Linked DNA regions of Sus scrofa: region 1 is linked to region 2. The links are chromatin contacts, called in public Hi-C maps. All regions are on one chromosome and are shown on one strand. Each heading gives the region's core, a stretch centred on a gene start, on an enhancer-like site or on the middle of the called end of the contact. The rest is flanking DNA. Distances are from core to core; before and after follow the strand shown. Region 1 overlaps ABL1 (tyrosine-protein kinase ABL1). Region 2 holds the start of ABL1 (tyrosine-protein kinase ABL1).

What was found. Hi-C and Micro-C count contacts between places; a contact is called where the count stands out from the background.
Region 1: a contact with region 2 is called in a Hi-C map of omental adipose tissue, with 1.7 times the contacts expected there. The contact joins the enhancer-like site here to the promoter of ABL1 in region 2. A contact is called at or near these places in 4 of 5 promoter capture datasets (fetal liver, fetal skeletal muscle, liver and 1 more), 25 of 47 Hi-C or Micro-C datasets (alveolar macrophages, brain, embryonic fibroblasts and 14 more) and 2 of 2 datasets of contacts at active chromatin or transcription factors (alveolar macrophages and skeletal muscle).

Annotation. Positions count from the first base shown.
Region 1 is chr1:270,878,691-270,882,131 of Sscrofa11.1, reverse strand. The region is part of intron 4 of ABL1 (tyrosine-protein kinase ABL1); the gene reads right to left. Among named protein-coding and RNA genes, the nearest start is that of QRFP, 37 kb to the left of the region's middle. Within about 2 kb of position 1,906, at least 17 of the 83 cell types and tissues checked have an H3K27ac peak or open chromatin away from gene starts, as enhancers often do. A contact at or near this core is called in mesenteric adipose tissue, omental adipose tissue, retroperitoneal adipose tissue and 2 more, where this site is marked.
Region 2 is chr1:270,759,795-270,763,136 of Sscrofa11.1, reverse strand. ABL1 (tyrosine-protein kinase ABL1) reads right to left here and starts at 1,496. Exons shown (of 12, transcript XM_005660524.3): 1 at 1,364-1,496; 2 at 1-311.

The DNA.
Region 1 (3,441 bases), core at 657-3,156, 120 kb before region 2:
CCTTTCAGGGTGAGGAGCCGGCCCCCCAGGAGTCCCCGCTTTCATACCGCAGAGCACAAGGAGAAGCCTCTAAGTGACCTGCTCTAAGGAGGGGCCCTGAGTCACACTCGGGCCCCTGAATGTGGGTACAAGAGTACAGGGTGGGGGCTGGGGGGAAGGCAGAGGTGGACACCGCTGAGCCTACCCTTCTCGACACCCACTTGCTGCCGACATGGCCCTCTTGTTAGTGATGGCTACCAAGGCAAGAACAGCTCACGAAGACGGAGTGGGGGATGCGGGGGGAGTTCCCATCCCAGCCCCTCTCTCGAAAGTCTGCCAGGTGTCCAGCTGCTTCACTGCAGGCTGCAGATGCTCCAAGCCCTCTTCTCTCTGGCCCTCGGCTGATGGGTATCTTCCCTACTGAGGGGTGACGAAAGGAGAGGAGAGAAGAGCCATCCCAAGAAGGCACCCCTTGGAAGCAGAGCACCCCCCACTTGGAAAGCACTGGCACAGTACAGGCAAAAGGGCCCGTTTTGCTTGCTGGGCTCTCGGGCAGGTCACCTGGGAGCAAGGCTCGTTACCTATCTTTCCCTGTCAGCTTGAAAGGAGCACTCCCCAGCCCAAAGATCAAGTTCACGCAATGGCACAGAATGCTAATGGCTCCCCCAAGCCCTACTTTATGCAGAATTTGTTCTTGGTCTCAGCTGATTCCCTCTCAGGCTCCACTGTTAGAAACTGCAGAGTTATGGGAGGTTTCACTGAGTGGGCAAACTCTATCCTTTTCAATAATTAAATTTACAGACCCTGAGACTTAGTTCATCTTTCAACATAAAATTTACATACCGACACGTATTAAATATTGAAACTACTCTCCCTTAAATGTACCGCAGAGCCATCTTCTAGCAGGCGGCTCCGGTGGCTTCCTTCCGAGTAGTGCTAGTGTTTGAGCCGCATTTGCTAGTGAACTGGGTGATCTTCACCAGGAATGCACGGCACGTTCACAGAGAAAGTGAAATCAGTGTTATGAACGGCATGTCATTGTGCTACGCACCCAGTTACGTAAACACTCTGGGGGCTCAGCCGGGGCTGTGCCTCCTCCCAATCATGCAGGGACCCGAAAGATAGGACTTGTCAAAGAAACTCACCAGAAACAGCTTTCCTCCTGACAGCCAGACTCACAGGCTTACGGGAGCTTAGTCTTTGGCTACCTCAGACCCTGGAGGTCTGTCCCCTGCCCCCAGCCCTGGACGTAGTGTTTACAGCCTGCAAGGCCAGGAAGTAACCCCCCCACCCCACCCCACCCTCCAAGCTACTCAGAAACCAGCAGGAAGGCAGTCCTTGAGAGTTAGGCCCCACTTAAGAGTAATGCGCCCCCCTTGACAAGGGAAGGTCAGCTATGGTTTGGCAGGCTTTCCACTGAGATGCCTGTGCCTGCCCAGCCAGGGTCAGGGTGGGTAAATCTGGTTTACACAGTTGGTATCTGTCCTGCCACCTCTGCCAAAGCTTAAGCCCAAATCCCACTCCTGTCAACCTGAACTTGTCGCTTCAACAGACCGTGAAAGTAAGTGTCAACTGGGCATCTCTCTGAAGAAGGGAAGAAAAGGAAAGACTATCGGGGGCTAAGGGAAGCGTGGGGCTTGGCAGAGGCACCCCACCCGAGTAAATATGATACAGACACAAATAACCAGAACTGAACAATGACCGGGGATGGGAGGTGGAAGAGGAAAATCAGACTTTAATTCTGTTATGTTGGCAGAGGTCTCCAAACTTTAAGAAAGCACCAAGACCGAAAACCAAATGCCAGGGTGCCTGAACACTGTGAAGACTACCCGGACTGCCAGGAAACAGCAATGGGTCTGTGTGGTGCAGTCCTTTCAAGAGTCTAGCTTGAAACTCCAAGAGTCCTGGGCTTTGGGCCCTGAGCTGATGGCCCTGGGCTGACTGACCAGCCAAAACTGCTGCTGAAAGCTCGGAACAGGAGGACGAAGGTAAACCAGAGCCAAGAGGGCGGAGGCAGAAAGAAATCCTTTGGGGCCTTGGAGAAGAATCTCTAAATCAGTTGTTTTCTAAAGATTAGCTAATTTGAAAATAAGAATCAAATTTATTCAACCCCAGGCTGTCCCTCCCACCAAACTTTAAATTTTCCCCTTAGAAATCCAAAAACGATTGCATCAAAGCTCTGCTATGTAAGCAGCTTTTGCAAAGCCGAGCCGCACTGTCTCACGCATTGCTGTAACACCTCCCCCCATTCAGATGCTGTACCACTCATTCCAGGAATATGACCCCACCCAACGGGGCCCCCTCAAGAGTGGCCCTCACAGAGCGGAGCCTCTGCAGATGTCGGCCTGATGACCCCGTGGGCTGAGAAATCTCCAGGTGCTCGGACAGCTGGAGGCAGCCTTTGCCAGGAAGGGCGGGCGGAGGCAAGATGCCTCAGACACTTGGATGAGCTGCCCGGCCTGATGAGAGGGGTGCCCTGTGCTCTACCTGGAATGAAAGGAACCTACCTGGTGCACACCAGCTTTCAGACAGAGGCTTGGCTTCCTCATCAGGTGACTCAAATTCTGCAAATCATGTGTCCATGCGGGCCTTGCGCGCCACCTTTTAATAATGCTTTAGACCCACCCCCGCGGGACAAGGTAGACAAGTTGACCTAGATCATGCATCGTCTGCATCTGTTCCAAGGGTGCTGATGACACAACTCCAGGGAAAAGAAACCCTTATCCTGCTCAGCACAAGCCTCCCCTGATCACTGTGGTGCCGCACGGCTCGCCCGTGGATAGACAGTGCAGACGGGAAGCAAGCTGTCGGCTCCAGGAGACCACCGCCCTCACGAGCGGTGCCCTCTGGTGTCCTGCTTCACTAAAAAGGCAGCCCTGCGGTCTGAAGGCTAGGTGTCCAAGGGCTCGGCACCCTGGCATGTCTTCTGCAGAAGGAAGGTCTCAGTTCTACCCACGGGATGGGAACAATGACCTGAAAAGCAAGCTGATGAGGCCGACCTCTGGTCGCACGTCAACAGCAGACTATGCTGTCTGTCACAGAGACTCTGGTGCTGGTAGAAGGACATGTGCCACAACAGAAAGCATCCGATACTGGCAATAAGGACTTTAGCCAGAAGACTCTGAGATGTGGAGATGCAGAAAAATCAACAGATAAGCACACTGAAAAAAGAAATGCCAAAAAACAAACCCCCCAAAAATCTGGAGTTCCCATCATGGCGCATCAGAAACGAATCCGACTAGGAACCATGAGGTTGGGGGTTTGAGCCCCGGCCTTGCTCAGTGGGTTAAGGATCCGGTGTTGCCATGAGTGGTGGTGCAGGTCGCAGACACAGCTCAGATCCCGCATTGCTGTGGCCGTGGTATAGGCGGGCAGCTGCAGCTTTGATTTGATCCCTAGCCTGGGAACCTCCATATGTTGCGGGTGCAGCTCTGTAAAGAAAAAAAGAGAAAGAAATGCATT
Region 2 (3,342 bases), core at 247-2,746:
GGCACCCCTTTCCGGAAGAGGGTTCAAGATCTTTCAGAATGGGCAGTGAGCTAGAAGGAAAACAGTATGTATGTGGGATTTCACATTCACTGCATCGCCACAAGTCAGTCACTGAGGTCAGTCACAACAAGGCATCTTCTCCCATAAGGAAAGGAAGCGAAGATTTCAGGTTGACAATATGTAAACAGGAGTTCCGATTATTTTCGCAGTTGATCAACTTGAAGTCATATCAGGGCAATGGGACCCAAGCTGCTTGATTTTGTGTCCTTTACTGGCTGAGTAACAGCTTCTTCCCTTTCAAGGAGAAAAACCTAAACAGAAATATTCACAGGGGATGCTGTAAGACGGTCAGTAAGGCTCAAGTCATTTCGATTCCCACACATCAAGGAAATGTTGCTTGTCTTTGGATGCGCCTCCAGAACTTTTCCTGGGGAAGTCACCCACCCCCTATCTCGGTGTCTTCATCTTCCGCGGCAGATTTCCTGCCGCACTAGCTGCCGCTCCTCGCCTGCTTCTCTACCCTGCTCTCCGGAAAAGGACACGGGTCACCCGGCCTTCAGAGAGAGCTGGCCCTCGACTCTGACGAGAAGGAATGCATTGCCAGCAACTTTTAAGTCCGCTTTTTAAAAGGCCTGTGAAACCAGTCCAGGCTTTTCCTTTGCATTAAAGTTTCTGGCTGGGCTGAGACTAAGGGGGCCGTAGGTGACATTGGAAGAAGTCAGGGCATTAGAGGCTCACGGGAGCAACCTGGGGGCAAGGGGAGGCCACTTGACAGCAGGAAGGGGATTTGAATGGGGGCTCCGAGGCCACACTTGAACCCAGGAGGCAGGAGCAAGGGGCGGCTCGGGGGTAAGAGGGAGGCTGCCAGGGCGGGGCGCGGGCGGCTTACTTCGGGAGCGACGCTCCTCCACGCCTCAGGAATCGGGGTGTCCCAGGTCTGGGGAAAGAGACCACCCTCAGGGTCCCAGAGTCGGGGCTGGGCTGGAAGGGGCGAAGGACTCCCGAGGCTCCGAGGGCGGGAAGCGGGCGGAGGGGGGTAGGCCCGGCCGCCTCAGCTGCCCCTAACCTGGGGGGGGTCTCTGCCAGAGACACCCCCTCCCCCGGCCCCGGACGTTGCTACGGCCGCCGCCGTCAGGCGGTCACATCCCCCGAGCTCCGCCGCGGGACCCAACCTCCCCCAGCAGGTTAGGGCCGTGGGCAACGGAAGGGCTCCTCAACCGCGGGACCCGGGAACCGGCTCCGGCTCCAGCGCTGCTCAGGGACGGTCACCGACCCCCGTGGCCGCCATGATGGATTACGAGCAGCTCCACAACGAGGCCAGGCCCCGCCCCTGGCCCCGCCCCCGGTGACGTCCCGTGCGCACCTCGCGGGGACCCGGACCCTCTCGGCGCCGCTTTCGGGTACGCCGCAGCGCCTTTCGGCTCCAGCCTCCTTGCCCGCGAGGGCCGGGTCCTGCAGGACCTGTTAAAATGTGGTTTTTTCCCGAGAGCAAGGCGAGTGGTAAGGAAGCTCCCGCCTCCCCTGTACTGCCTTTGGTTCGCGAGAATCCGGGTCAGGGCTCTCTCCTGCATCCCATTGGCCAGTAGGGACAGTGGGGTAGAGCTTCTAGCCAACCACCTTCGGCGCAGCTCGCAAGGCGTGGCGGGAGTTGTGGTCCTGCGGCGCCCGCCCCTGTCGGTGCTCACCCGAGGCTTGCCCTCTGCTCCCGCTCCTGAGCTTCGTCCCGCCCTCCTGGGAGCCGGTGAACTCTAGCCGGCTTCGCGTAGGGCTGGCCAATGTCTCCCCTGAGCTGTTAGTAGACCGGCGAGAAACCAAAGCAAGGAGAAAACTGCGGATTGGATTTTCCCAGAACCGGAGTTGGATCACTTCCTTGAGCCTCTTTGAGAAAATTTAGCTCGCTCCTGGAAACCAAGGTATTTGGTGCCTTCACCGCTCCACCCCCCGCCTCCATTCCCACCTTTTCTCCAAGAAACATAAATATTAGTACCAGCGAAAAATAAACAACTGGAAAGCATCCGACAGACTGCTAACGAATTATTTCTTCGGAATATCAGGAGGCTCATTCTAAAGAAACAGCATTTGTTAAGAGCCTTTCGGAGGCTAAGCCAGGCACAATCATAGACGTTTGGGTGAGCAGGAAACTTTGAACTTAAACTCATACAGTGACGTGTGTTAATTTTTTCTCAATAAAACTGGGGGAATAAAAGGGGAGGGGTTAAACAGTTCAGAGATGTACAGGTATTCACATGAAAACCTCTTAGTCGAGATTGTTTAGTAGGCCTGCAGAGCTAGCCAGTGACCCAGACACACCAAATCCACACCTGCCATAACCCATTTAAATATGCAACTAAAATGTACCCTAACCCCCAATTCACCACTCCCCATGTCTCCCCAGAGCAGTGCACCTACCAGACCAGGATATACCCATTTCTAAAGGATCCACTCATCACAACACGGGTCTATACTAGGCCTATTACGCTTTTCATAAACTGGATGCTCATTTAATCCTCACTGCAGACAGCGAGGCATGTAATATCATTCCCCATATACAGATGAGGTGACTTATGGTGGGCTCGTTCTGTAAGAGTCACTATTTGAGCCCAGACTGACCTTGCTCCAAAGCCTTTGGTTTTTTTTGTTGTACCACTCCCATAACTGTTGACCTGACATTAGGCAATTGACTTCTTAGAAGTCGCACTATTAGTGGGGGGACACCATAGTCATAGTACAGACACTGTACTTTCCATTATTGGATGGTGTATTTTAGACATTTCTGCCGGATTGGGAAATGGTGCTGATGAGTTTATAGATATTGGCTTCAAAAAAGTCACTGGGAAGTACTGAATTAGGAAGCCTATGAAAACGTGTGCCCAATTTTAGAACTGGAGTTTACCTTCAGATGTTGATTGGGTTAGCTTTGCTGTCAGAAAGTAGTCTGGCTGATGAACTTGGTCCTGGTTTGCAACTTATCCTTCAAACTTCAACACCCTTATTCCCTTTACTCACCCATTATCTTATCCTGATGAGCACCCTAATTTTTCTCTTCGAAGATTTTGCTTTTCATTCCTATTCATGCTTTAATCATTTCTTGCAAATCTTCATTCTTCACTCTCTAGTTTAGCTTAAAGTTGAGCCATCAAACCAGAACGCTTACTGACCCTCGTTGCTTCTTGAACCAACATTCAGTCACTTGAGCACTGAGCTCCTGTGTGCACAGCACTGTCCTAGGTGCTGGGATACAACTGAGGCAGGGAGGAGACTCATCCTTGTCCTCCCAGAGCATACATGGGAGGGAAAGGCAATGAGCAAAACAGTAAAAATTCAAAGTACTGGTCTCAAAAA